Linked DNA regions of Mus musculus: all the other regions are linked to region 1. The links are chromatin contacts, called in public Hi-C maps. All regions are on one chromosome and are shown on one strand. The core of a region is the stretch at or near the end of the contact, and the rest is flanking DNA. Distances in the headings are between cores, read along the strand shown. Region 1 overlaps Dock4 (dedicator of cytokinesis 4). Region 2 overlaps Zfp277 (zinc finger protein 277). Region 3 has its middle 9.5 kb from the start of Gm40403. Region 4 overlaps Dock4 (dedicator of cytokinesis 4).

Evidence for each region. Hi-C and Micro-C count contacts between places; a contact is called where the count stands out from the background.
Region 2: a Hi-C map of the N1E-115 cell line shows a contact between it and region 1, with 2.9 times the contacts expected there. The contact joins two enhancer-like sites. A contact is called at or near these places in 2 of 484 Hi-C or Micro-C datasets (the N1E-115 cell line and nephron progenitors) and 2 of 9 other capture datasets (adipose tissue and liver).
Region 3: a Hi-C map of the N1E-115 cell line shows a contact between it and region 1, with 2.8 times the contacts expected there. The contact joins two enhancer-like sites. A contact is called at or near these places in 5 of 39 promoter capture datasets (embryonic stem cells, liver, maxillary cranial neural crest and 2 more), 3 of 15 datasets of contacts at CTCF or cohesin (the NIH/3T3 cell line and pro-B cells), 7 of 484 Hi-C or Micro-C datasets (the CH12 cell line, the G1E-ER4 cell line, the HL-1 cell line and 4 more), 7 of 115 datasets of contacts at active chromatin or transcription factors (bone marrow-derived macrophages, embryonic stem cells, microglia and 1 more) and 3 of 9 other capture datasets (adipose tissue, embryonic stem cells and pancreatic islet).
Region 4: a Hi-C map of the N1E-115 cell line shows a contact between it and region 1, with 2.4 times the contacts expected there. The contact joins two enhancer-like sites. A contact is called at or near these places in 1 of 15 datasets of contacts at CTCF or cohesin (the NIH/3T3 cell line), 2 of 484 Hi-C or Micro-C datasets (the N1E-115 cell line and nephron progenitors) and 2 of 115 datasets of contacts at active chromatin or transcription factors (microglia and oligodendrocyte precursor cells).

What each region holds. Positions count from the first base shown.
Region 1 is chr12:40,476,234-40,479,110 of GRCm38.p6, reverse strand. The region is part of intron 1 of Dock4 (dedicator of cytokinesis 4); the gene reads right to left. Among named protein-coding and RNA genes, the nearest start is that of Dock4, 32 kb to the right of the region's middle. Within about 2 kb of position 1,405, at least 30 of the 459 cell types and tissues checked have an H3K27ac peak or open chromatin away from gene starts, as enhancers often do. A contact at or near this core is called in the N1E-115 cell line and adipose tissue, where this site is marked.
Region 2 is chr12:40,347,224-40,350,440 of GRCm38.p6, reverse strand. All of the region lies in intron 4 of Zfp277 (zinc finger protein 277), which reads left to right. Among named protein-coding and RNA genes, the nearest start is that of Gm40406, 97 kb to the left of the region's middle. Within about 2 kb of position 1,595, at least 32 of the 459 cell types and tissues checked have an H3K27ac peak or open chromatin away from gene starts, as enhancers often do. A contact at or near this core is called in the N1E-115 cell line, where this site is marked.
Region 3 is chr12:40,256,079-40,259,094 of GRCm38.p6, reverse strand. No RefSeq gene overlaps it. Among named protein-coding and RNA genes, the nearest start is that of Gm40403, 9.5 kb to the right of the region's middle. Within about 2 kb of position 1,659, at least 10 of the 459 cell types and tissues checked have an H3K27ac peak or open chromatin away from gene starts, as enhancers often do. A contact at or near this core is called in the N1E-115 cell line and adipose tissue, where this site is marked.
Region 4 is chr12:40,625,355-40,628,301 of GRCm38.p6, reverse strand. Dock4 (dedicator of cytokinesis 4) reads right to left here. Exons shown (of 53, transcript NM_172803.2): 4 at 1,910-1,965. Among named protein-coding and RNA genes, the nearest start is that of Dock4, 180 kb to the right of the region's middle. Within about 2 kb of position 1,566, at least 59 of the 459 cell types and tissues checked have an H3K27ac peak or open chromatin away from gene starts, as enhancers often do. A contact at or near this core is called in the N1E-115 cell line, where this site is marked.

The DNA.
Region 1 (2,877 bases), core at 156-2,655:
GAAGGCTAACACCTCATGTGACCAAACAGAAGAAAGACCCGCAAAACCAGAAAATGCTTCCAGAAGAAAAAAGCCCAGAAGTTACAATGCATTAGCCTCTCTTTTGGGTTTCTTAAGATCTCCCTGTAAGAGGGAGTTCAACCTGGTTTATCCTTTACCACTGCTGGAAAATGATGCACCTGAAGCACTGAAGGGCCAGGTAATCCTCATTTCCTTTGTCCGAAGAAAACCAGTGAACACCAGGTACTCATTGCCGGTGTTGGACATAGAGAGAAAGTGGGGCAATTGTTACTTCCCAAGACGGCACTGCTACTTCAAATGGAGTCAGTTACATTAGTAATTACCTTCCGCAAGACAAAAAAGTTATTCATGGTCTATCATTTAGATGTTAAAACTATGATGCTAAGAAGTAGATAATATGTGAATGTATTAAACACATCAATAAAATATTAAGACAGTAAGGATCTTAAAGAACATAGTAGGTTATCTATGGTCATAGGATTACTGGTGGATTGTGGTACTCTCTCTTAATATATTTTTATATTCCCAATTTTTTAAAGCATAAATTATAAAATCTTATTTTCTGCTACATAGATGCCCAGATAAATATGAAAGTCAGTTGTACAGAAGGATCTTGTAGAGCCAGGATGACACAGCCTCAGATCTGAGCAAATTAAGCCACAAGCTTCATTGTGTGAGCCTCCAAGACAACCAGACAAATCCCAAGTACATTTATAATGTCACTGACACAACAGAAATCCTGCACGTTAACAGATCAAGGGCCAACCAATGATTACCCACAAGCCAGGGTAATCCCTCTGCCATTCTATACGTTTGCCTGATGTGGATCAGATTTTACAGACACTCTCTTGGAAAACCAGGAAGGAAGCCAAGTGCTGAAAAACATGATCTCACTCATAAATGGTGTGACAAAGAAATAACAAATTAGATAACCACCCCCCACCCTTCCCCAATTTATAATTACATTTCCGTGTTTCCACACAACTGTCTTAACTCAAGGGACAGAGAGAAATGACACTTCTGGACATTAGGCGCTGTTGTACTAGATCATCCTCCATTGTCTCTGCCTGAAGACTTAGTGGACAGGCAGCTGTTTTAGAGGCAGCGGGCTCTCAAAGCCTGTGTCCCCAAGGAACCATTTCCTAAAGAGATTAATAACAGAGCCACCCAGAAGTGGCTTTGAAGTCTGCACGGCTCTTTTAAAGGCAGTCAGTAGCAAATTCTAAAGGGTCCCAATGGGAGCTAGTCTGGTTTCACAAACACTTGCTAGTTGGACAATATTTAGGAAATCAGCTGCCTCCAAAGGCTAACACATATTCTAAACACACCATCCAGGACTGCCAGAGACTCTGGTCATATCTGTGCCAGCTGAGGAAAAGCTGGCAAGTGCCCAAGGGCAGGGGCTGATCCAGCAAACCTCACAGCCAGACAACTTCATTCGCCACTCCAAGTGGAAAACGGTCTTTGTGAAAGGCTACCTAAGCATTGTTTTGCCCAGTGATGTAGTGACCAAGCCAAATTAAGTCAAGGGGATAAACAAGATATCTTGTACAGCCTGAAAACAGAGAGGTATTGATAGGTTGGGTGTGGGAAGGTGGCTGGCAGGAAGTCTTACCATGTAGGCACTCCTTCTTCCTTAATTTTCCCACATCCTCTTCTGCATCAGTGCCTTCCAGATACTCCTGAGTACATCCCCTGGTCTGCCAGCTAGGGTGTGAACTATGGCCAGGACCATACCATCTACTGAGTCTTAACACTGACTGGCTCACAGCCTTCCACTTTTCTGTCGACTAGCTCATCAGACAATAGTACCCAACCTGAGATGACTGTAATCACTAAAAAATAAAATTGTCCAACCAACCAATGTGGTAAAGACTGCCCTGATCTTCAAAACACTCTTGCTTTTTCTCTATGTGTGGTGTACTCTATGTTCCCAGGAACTTTCGTGATTCAGATTTTCATCTAATTCAACATTCAATTTAAGGGGCAGGTCATTCTGTCACAGGAAGCTGTGTGGGTACCATCTTGGGAAAAAAAAAAGTCGCAGGCTCATTTAATTTTATCCTTATCCAACAAAAGGACTAACACTCTTTATCATCACAGTAGAGCAACCATAAAACATTCACATGTTCACACATACATATGAGCACACATGTATGTATAAACATATACATGTACCTTCCAAATCTGGGGGATAAAAATGAGTTTTTAAATAATAACTATTTTTAGTGTTTGTGTGTGTGTGTGTGTGTGTGTGTGTGTGTGTGTGTGTATGTTATGGGTGTGTGCATGTGTGTACATTCACTCATGTATACAAGAATGCACATACATGTGGAACTCAATGCTAGGTGTCGATTACTCTCTACCTTACTTTTTGAGATAGGATTTCCTCCCACTGAACCTGATGCTCACCAACTTTTAGACGGGCTGGCCAATGATCCGACATACTTGTCTCTGTCTCCCAATATTGGAATTACAAGCCTACACCACTGAACTCTGCAGGAAATGGGGACTCAGGTCCTATTGTTTGCATAGCAAACACTTTACCAACTGAGTTATCTGCCTATCCTCAATAATAAGTATTATTATTTTAATTAAAACATTTGACCATAAACTTAGGATACAGTATGGTGCTTTCTTCAACAACACCCCCCCCCATTTACTAGTACCACAAATGGAGCCAGAGAATTATAACACCACCCAATTTTAGGACCCCTCTTGTCCACATTGTAGCCTATCCTCTTCATGACTGAATAGATACTTTAACCAATACCTTCTAAAATGTTTCCAATTATATGCTTGCCAAAAGAAACATGGCAACTATGTTTCCCTTGTACTTTTAAATTGACATCTTAA
Region 2 (3,217 bases), core at 346-2,845, 130 kb after region 1:
CGCATTCCTTTTTTTGTTCTTGTTATTTTTCCGACGCATTTGTTTTTATTTTATGTGTGTGCGTGTTACTTATCATGTAGTCATGTGTACCACATGCATGTATGATGCTCCTGAAGACCATCAGGTGGCATTGGAGCCCTGGAGCTGGAGTTACAGACAGTGGTGAGCTTCCATGTGGGTGCTGGGAACCCACCTTTCTCTTGTATCTCTTTTGCTAGTCCTGATATAAACACAAAGAAGATCCTATCAGGGCCTGCTCTGATCCGTGGACATGCTAGAGGAGCCAATGCACCCTAACCCACCGCTGCCCTCTTACACTCAGCCGTCAACCATGCAGTGGGCAAACCGATTTTCTACCTTTGAAAATAAAAGATCCTCATTTAGAAGTATCTTAAAGATATAATTTTTAAATAATAGAATTATCTAAAACAAATAACATATGTATTATTTTCTTGAACATTTTAAGAAGAGTATATAACCAAAGTTGTTTTGCCAAACTACAGATTAGTTCTTTCCAGCCTGTGTTGTATGTGGCTCCTACACCACCAAACATTATGTATTCCAGTAACCTTTTAGAGGGGGAAACTAAGGAATAGTAGGCCATGCCTCTGTAGTCTTCTCCGCTGCCTGAGCAGTAGCAGACCCATGTTCTGTGTTGGTTTTGTCTTTCTCCTAATAGCTTAGAGTTTCTGCTTTAGATGCCAGAGAATGGTGTCAGGAAGCCAACTAGATTGGGGCCTTTTCACTAGAAGACGGCTTTTCTTCACATCTCCTTTCCACACCACCAGTACTTAGAGAGTACTTAGGCAAACATGTGGAAGAGTGGCACTACTCTATCTAGGAGTCCCACCTGGTAACGTCCATGGGCATTCAGGACAGTTGGGGGCCTCAGGAGACTGTGAAGTCACCTTGTTCTGGTCCAAGTTTCCACAAAGAGCCTTTCCTACTTTTTACAATGGTGCTTAAGTCCTAGCAAATGCCACAGAAGAGGGTTTGCCATTTGATGCCCTGGGAGCACTCGTATGAAATAAACACCACCTTCTGTGTAAGTCTTGGGTGGCTCTTGCAGCCAGTATTAGACTAGATGCTTACACCTAAGTACTGAAAGAATACCTCTATGCTTGAGGAGCATAGATTGTATACAAATATATTGTTAATCTGTTATGTACTGTCTTAATTCCTACACTGCCAGTATAATATAACTAATTTTGATACTTATATTTTCATATGAAAATTAGTTATGGAGGTTTCCAGTAGATATCACTTTAATCAGTTTTTAAACTAAGAAACATTTATAAAGAAAAAAAATATATATATATATACTTCCTTTTTCCTAGCCTCTTTCTTCCTTGTTACTATATTTGTTCATGTTTGGTGCATAGAACTGAGTAAAATGTCAAAGTTCTGAATTTCATCAAGATGTATATATTTGGTGTGGCACCTTACAGCACTTTGAAATACCTCACATTTATGAAAATAGATAGCAATTAAGTTATTTAAAAAAACAAAACAAAACAAGAATTCATTACAATTTCAGCCATATCCTTTTACTCCCATGTATGGCCAAAGAGGAAGTGGTCCCTGGTTCTTCTCTCCTGGGGACAGATTCATCTATCACCTTTGCAGTTCAGTGTATCTGCTTGGTTATGGAGTCTGCTTCTTGGACTCAAAACAAGTCAGATCTTTTTGGTTTCATTGGGTTGGGTTGGGTAGTTTTTTGTTTGTGGTGGATTTTGTTTTGCTTTATGTTGGTTGTTTTGTTTGTCTGTCTGTTTCCTGATTTGAAGAGACTCTCTCCAGGCTTCCCTCATCCTAGCAGAAATGAGACAAGTGCTCACCCTGACTGATTAATGAAGCATTGCCCACCCTACTTCAGAGCTCTCACTGTCCCGTGAGAGGTGTTACCCTCCCAGTGCATCTATCTGTGTATGTGAATACTGTGTGTGTGGGCTGACCAGGAAATCTCCCTCGAGGATTGGTCGGAGTACAACGATTGATTAATTCACTGACCACACCCAAGAGTCATGTGGCTTGGCTGCCCAAGCCACTAATCACACAGTTGGTTTTTCTGGCTTAGCCAGCCAGCCATCATCCTGAGTCATCTGTTTATCATAAGTAATCAACTGTAATCAGAGGGCCCACTGAGTAAAAGAGTAACTCAGCCAGGGGAAACTCAAAGTGTTTATAAATTACCTCCAAGAACAGAAGGCAATGACCAATCAAATTCTCTGTTTCCCCTTTCTAAGAAAGTTGAGAACAAATGTGGAGTCACCTATTAGAGAAGGTGTGTGTTCTTTTTATTTTTATTTTCAATGTATGTGCCCACTCACATACTTTTCTTGTTCTTTCATCTCAAACCTATGCTTTCCTGTCGTATGCCAGCCCAAAACACTGTTAGACTAGGTGAAGGCATTAAAGAACCGAACACCTTGTAGGTGATCCCTGGTTCTAGGAATGGAAAGCAAAAGGAATAGAAGGTCCTGTTGCCTCCTTGTGGGCCCTGTGGGCCACTGCCATAATTGTGCTAGGAAGGTGGTCTATGCTAGAGAGTCAGCCTAGGGTTCCCTGACCAAGACAAGCTAGCAGATTCTTCTGTGCTGTCGGCCTTGTTTTGATTTTGTTTGTTAATACAGCCATTTTCTGTGACTTCTTCCTATATAACATCAGGGCTCTGTTTTGTTTCCTTCTGCTAAATGGTTTCTAAATGCTTCTGCCCTACATTGACAGATTTTGTATTCTTACAATTTCTACCCTAACTCCCATTTTCCTTTTCTACCTCCGTGTCAATCCGCTGTGACTCTGCACCTGCAGCTTTATTAAAGTTCCCTACATTTCCAGCTTATGAATAAAGATGAAAGACCATGCACTGGCCCCGCTGCCACTCTGCACCTCTGAGACAAACAGCCAGCTTGTTGCTATAACTCATTGCCCAATGCATGAGCTGATCTTGTATTCTTACCACTGTGGTTCTTATCCACGCCAATTTTATAATGAAAATCTCAACTCGTTAGACGAACTGCTTAGAGAAATTCAAATATATAACATCTGTGACATTCGCTTTATCTCTCCACTCTGCCAGCCCACAAATAAAGCCTAATATATAGCCCAGCATGAAATGTCTTAGAAAAATAAAACCGCAAAGCTAATGAGCTTTGATTTGCACTTCTGTTTGATACTCACTGTGGACTGACTCCTGATGTTATCTCTTTGTTCATAA
Region 3 (3,016 bases), core at 410-2,909, 220 kb after region 1:
TTCTTTGATTAATCTGTTTGATAATGTTTCTTCATTGAGTTATACTCACGGTGTACTCTCTTTGTGTGTGTGCATACATATGTTCACTTGTGTGTGTCTAGACCATAAGTTAACCTCGAGTATCTTCCTGGATTGCTCGCCACCATACTTGTTGATGCATGGTCTCTTGGTCAATCTGGAACTCACTAATTTGGCTAGACTTGGCTGGCCAGGAAATGCCAGGGTTCTTCCTGCCTCTTTTCCCCAGTACTGGGATTACAAGCCACCTCCAGCTTTTTACGTAGGTGTTTGGGGATTCAAATGGAGATCTTTCCCAACTGAGCCACACCCTAGGCCTCTAACATTCTTGTACTTTTCTGCATATGTGCTAAACTCCAATAAAGAAGCTTACTTAAACCTCTTCAAATCAATCTTGAGTGGACAAAACCACTTAAAGTGGAACAAGTACCAGCAATAGGCGGCTTTACTATAGCTCCTAAGTTGAGGAGCACACACACATGAGGGGGCTTCTTTATGCCACCCAGGATGGAGCTTAGAGAACAGAAGGTGACTGGTCCTGCATGTGCTGGAGGGCTGAAGCGGAACAGGCCCTTCTTAAGGGCTCCCAGCTGCATAGAAAGGACATTCGTTGGCTGTGCACCCTGAGATTTGACAGTGTACCTCATTTATTTCTGTTTTTTTAATTTAGATTTAACATGTTTTGCGAGTTAGAGACGGATCTGGAATCTTTTGGAAATCAAGAGAACATGATGGAGTACCGAGCTCTGATGTCCAGTGAGAGCTCTTGCATTTCCTGAATCCTTAAATACCGTTGAGGGCAGTAACACGTGCCTCAGACTCTTTGGATCTTTCTGTTCACTAAATGCTCCCTCTCAGAATGTGTCTAAGCTCAATAGAAATCGAAACCTTCCCACTTGAATTTTTTTTTCTAAGTTTCCTACTGGTGCCTTAGGAATTGATTTAGAAACCCTAAAGCCGCTGTCCCCATAAGTCTAGGCACAGATAGGTTATCTATGCCTTGGTTGAAAAACCTCTGCCTAACCTGGGGAAACCTTTTTTTTTTTCTTATTGTTATTTATGATGGAGAAGACTTGAGGAAAGGTCACCTTCAGATGCCTTTCTTCACATCTAACATGAGGCATAACAGCTGCGTTCTGTGAAATAAGCAACTTCTCCAAACAACCGCTCTTACTCGTCATTAAAAATTTCACAGGGAGGTGAAAACCAACAACAAAAAACAAAACAAAAAAACCCAAAACCTCTCCTTTATAGTTAAAAATGGGTTACCCGAATCTGCAGACCATCCATTTTGGCATATGGTACTATTATGTAATCCAAAGGTAGGAAGGCTCAGCCCAGTGATTTACAGAGGAGATTGTAAGAATTTCCTCACAGGCTGAAGCTTTTTTGATGAGTTAAAAAAAAAAAAAAGAATTTTGCTCACAGCGGCAAGCCTGTCACCTAATCCTGAATGCATTGTTTTAAAAGTTATTTTTTTAAAGCCCAGTTACTTCATGCACAATAGTTTTGACGTTTTATCGGCATGCAATTAAAGATCCTTTGTCTAAAGTTCTACTCTAAATTCTTGAGCAGATAGGAGCTCAGCTTTTCAAAACTGAAATCCTTTGACAACCACCGCAGCCCACACGGGAGGAGCCAGCAGTGTTGTGCTGCCCTCTGTTGGGCTATTGCAGAAACGCGTGCGTGCAGAGTTGGCCTAGGGCTGTCTCCAGGAATAATCTGGTAGTCTGTTAAAATAGAGTTCTTTTCACAGAAAAGCCCGAGAAGCACAACAAACTAAGCAATGAGGGAGAAATGTAGAGATTAAATTTGTGGAGACTCATTTGGTGGATGCCATAGACTAAATAAATGTCTGCTCAAAACTTGCTCTTTTTATGAGTGATCGTTTGGAAGACAAGACGGGCTGACAATAAAGACTTTCCTTCATTTTCTTGACAGCAGTGTGAGGACTGATCAAAGCAAAAAGAAAGAGTCTTTGAGGCCAGCCTGTTCTACAGAGTGAGCTCCAGGACAGCCAGGGCTACACAGAGAAACCCTGTCTTGAAAAAAACAAAACAAAACAAAACAAAAAAAGAGGAGGAGGAGGAGGAAGAGGAGGAGGAGGAAGAAGAAGAAGAAGAAGAAGAAGAAGAAGAAGAAGAAGAAGAAGAAGAAGAAGAAGAAGAAGAAGAAGAAGAAAGAGAAGAAGAAGAAGACACAAAAGTCTGACACTCATGCTATTACAGTATGTTTACAGACAAGAGCCTGGCATGGCTGTCCTCTGAGAGGCCGTACCAGCAGCTGACTGAGACAGAAGCAGATACTTACAGTCAAGTGCCCTCAATTCTGCCAGGCATGACTGTTGTGCGAAGGGCAGTTCTGGAAAGGCCTGGTTCTAAATATCTTGTTCCTTCAAGTGGAAGTCTCTGTGACTGAACATTTATTTCATGTCAGCTACTGCAGACAGTCTAAAATTTGGTGGCAGGTAATGGCCTCTCCACATTGAAGAAGTATCCTGTCTACTGAAGAAGCCCCAAGGAATACAGTTATATACAAGCAATATGCATTACAGCTTGAAGCAGGTTGAAGCATGCACAAACCCATCCACATGAAATAAATGAAAGGATATTAATTTCCTTGTGCTTTCAAATCAGAAATTCCTACTGGAAAGGCCTATTAGAGTCATATAGGAGTCCTTTCCTCAATTACCTGGTTTGTTGTTTGTTTTGTTTTGTTTTTGCAGAAAAACTAGCATCTTATTCTCACTTTTATAAGCTCATGTGTTAACTGAGATGGGGAATGTTAAGGTGGGGACAACACAAAAGCCATTATTGACTCTATGAATAGGAAGGAACCTTGGGGATCCCCTAGTGGCAAACTGTTATTTAACACTTGAAAATGTGGACTGGAGGTGTAGCTCAGCACTTCAGTACATGCCTAGCACACACAAGGCTCTAGGTACACACCTAACACAATACACAGAACAAAATAAAAACAAACAGAGGCAGAAGACTTC
Region 4 (2,947 bases), core at 317-2,816, 150 kb before region 1:
GGCACCTGAAAGGGTGGCTTAGACTAAGACAATGTGCCTCCTCTGGAGGACAGCAGCCTACCATAACAGGTCCTGGGGAAAGCAATAGAGCCAAAGCACAAGACAAGGACTACAAAATAACTACTAGGAATATGTTCAAGGACCTTAATCAGGGTAAGAAACAATTTATCTTAATGAAGACTGTGATGACACAAACCATTGAAAGAAAACATCCAAGACATGAAAGTAGACTTTAACAAAGAAACAGAATCATTAAAGACAACCAAAACTGAAATAAAATGGAAAACAACTTAGGATGCTAAGTGAAACCCTCACAGAAAAATCAGCAGTACACTAAAGTTGTACCATAAGTCTTCTATATTGTAAAACTACTAAAGTTTTTCAAAGTATTAAAATAAATGACATACAGCACACTGTTATTACAGTAGGCCATTTAACATTTATCCAAATAGAGAAACCCAAGGTGTTTGTACCATATGGACTTGCTCATGTTTGTTCATTGAATGTTTTATAGAAGATGAATGTAAAAACCATCCATTTGACTAATATCTATGCAAACTTTTTGGTGAAATTAAAATTTAAATATATTATCTACTATGCTTTTGTTGCTGAAATAAAAAGTTGCTATTTACTGCTATTTGCATAAATATGTAATTTCTATCACAGAGCCTGTATATTTTGGCCATAAAATGAAAATTACAATTATAATTCACAGATGGCTCCTTGTGACATTGCCATCAGATACATGTGTCAAAATCTACCTTAACAACAATCATTTACTTATGTGCTAAGTACACAACACCAGGCAAGTTCTATTGTGATATTCTGTAGAAACTTATTTGATACACATTATTCTAACGGCTGATTCCAGTCCATTTAGAAGCAGACTGTAACATATTATAAATACTTAAGAAGTCCTTGGTGATCAATGACATCCATGCAATATATCAGTCAGACATGTCACATGTTCTGTTTGTGAAGCTAGTTATCTAAATATCATGCTGGAGAAATACACAAACAGTTTTTTTTAATACATAGATTTTAATTGAGTTTATGACTTTTGTGTTAGACCAGATTTGTGGCAATCTGTGACAGGACGTGACCGTAGGTCAAATAGAGAAATAATATATGAAGTTACACAAGGACCTAGTGTTATACTCACTTCAGAGAATAGATGGGCTTTTCCTGTCCTTACGCTTTGAGACAGAGTCTTATGGCCTTGCCTGGCATGGAACTCACTGTGTAGACCTGGTGAGCCTCGAACTCACAGAGACCTGCCTGACTCTGTCTTCTAAGTGCTGGAGTTAAATATGAACTACCACAGCCAGCTTTCTTTTTATTTGTTATTCCTGTGTGTATACAATGTGTGTAGGTCATACAAGTGCTGTGGCACACATACAGGGGTCAGGGGACAGCTCTGTGCAGTCCGTTGTCTTCTACCTTTGTGTGGCTTTGCAAGCTCAAGCTCAGGTTGTTGGGCTTGCCCAGGAAGTACTCTGTCTCCCCCACACCCTGCTGGCCACAGGCTTCCCTTCTCTATAACCAGTAGTAAATTAAGGAAGTTCTGGGCACTGAGGCTACATGACTCACCATGTTAGGGACTCTGCCTGGCATGATTCTCTAAACAGCAGGAAACCAAGAAGAACCAATTTCTCTGCTTAAGATTAAACAAGTTTCACAACTGGTAGACAATGAGAGGCCATAATACCCTAGCATGCTCCTGTGGCTCAGCACTCAGAAATGAGTTCCTTAATTGTCTCTATTTGCTGCCATAGTATCTCCTTATCAAACAACAAGGGCCACGGTTCGCTCTTCTGTAGTTGCTTTAGTAATACAATTACTAAGCCTTTCAATTCCAAGACAGCGGCTGTGGCAAAATCTTCCAACTATGAATGCAATTCATTCTTACCCTTTGTTCTTTACACAGGCATTTTTCAAGTGAACATAGCTGGAAGGAAATATACCCTGGAAGAGAAAACATGAAGGTTATGTTTCTAGCTATCTCTTAAAGCCAGTTGTTCATAAGAAGGATGTATTAAACAGTTACAACCATGACAATATCAGGAATAGAAAAACATCAGTACATTCTATGGGCTAAATAAAATGCAATGCAGCATGAATCATTATTTTCTAATACCAGTTACAACCATTGCACTTTTAGAGATTTTTTTGTAAATATAATTGAAAAAAAAATCAAATCTCACTCAGTAAATACATTCTTTTTGTTTATCTCTGCAAACAGAGTCTTGCAGTGTAACCTTGTCTAACCTGAAATTTATTATCTAGAGCAGGCTGACCTTAAACTTTTGGCTGTCTTACAGCTATGCTTTCTCAAAGCTGATGTACAGCTATGGGCCACCACTTTGGCCATCTAAACACGTATGCTTTTAATAAATCAGAAAATAAAAAATCCAATAATTCTACATAAAAACTGTGCTTTAAAAAAGAGGGGAAAACAGCACTGTACTGGCAGGTTTTGTGTGTCAACTTGACACCAGCTGGAGTTATCACAGAGAAAGGAGCCTCCCTTGAGGCAATGCCTCCATGAGATCCAGCTGTAAGACATTTTTTTCAATTAGTGATCAAGGGCCGGAGGGCTCCTTGTGGGTGGTGCCATCCCTGGGCTGGTGGTCCTGGGTTCTATAAGAAAGCAAGCTAAGCAAACCAGAGGAAACAATACAGTAAGCAGCCCCCTCCATGGCCTCTGCATCAACTCCTGCCCCCAAGTTCCTGTCCTGACTTCCTTTGGTAATGAACAGCAATGTGGAAGTGTAAGCTGAATTAATCCTTTTCCTTCCCAACTTGCTTCTTGGTCGTGATGTTTTGTGCAGGAATACAAACCCTGACTAAGACAAGCACCTATGATGTTGTTATTTGGCTATTGTTTGTGAGACATGGTCTCACACCACAGACCAACCAGCAAGGAATTCACTATGCTATCCAGGTT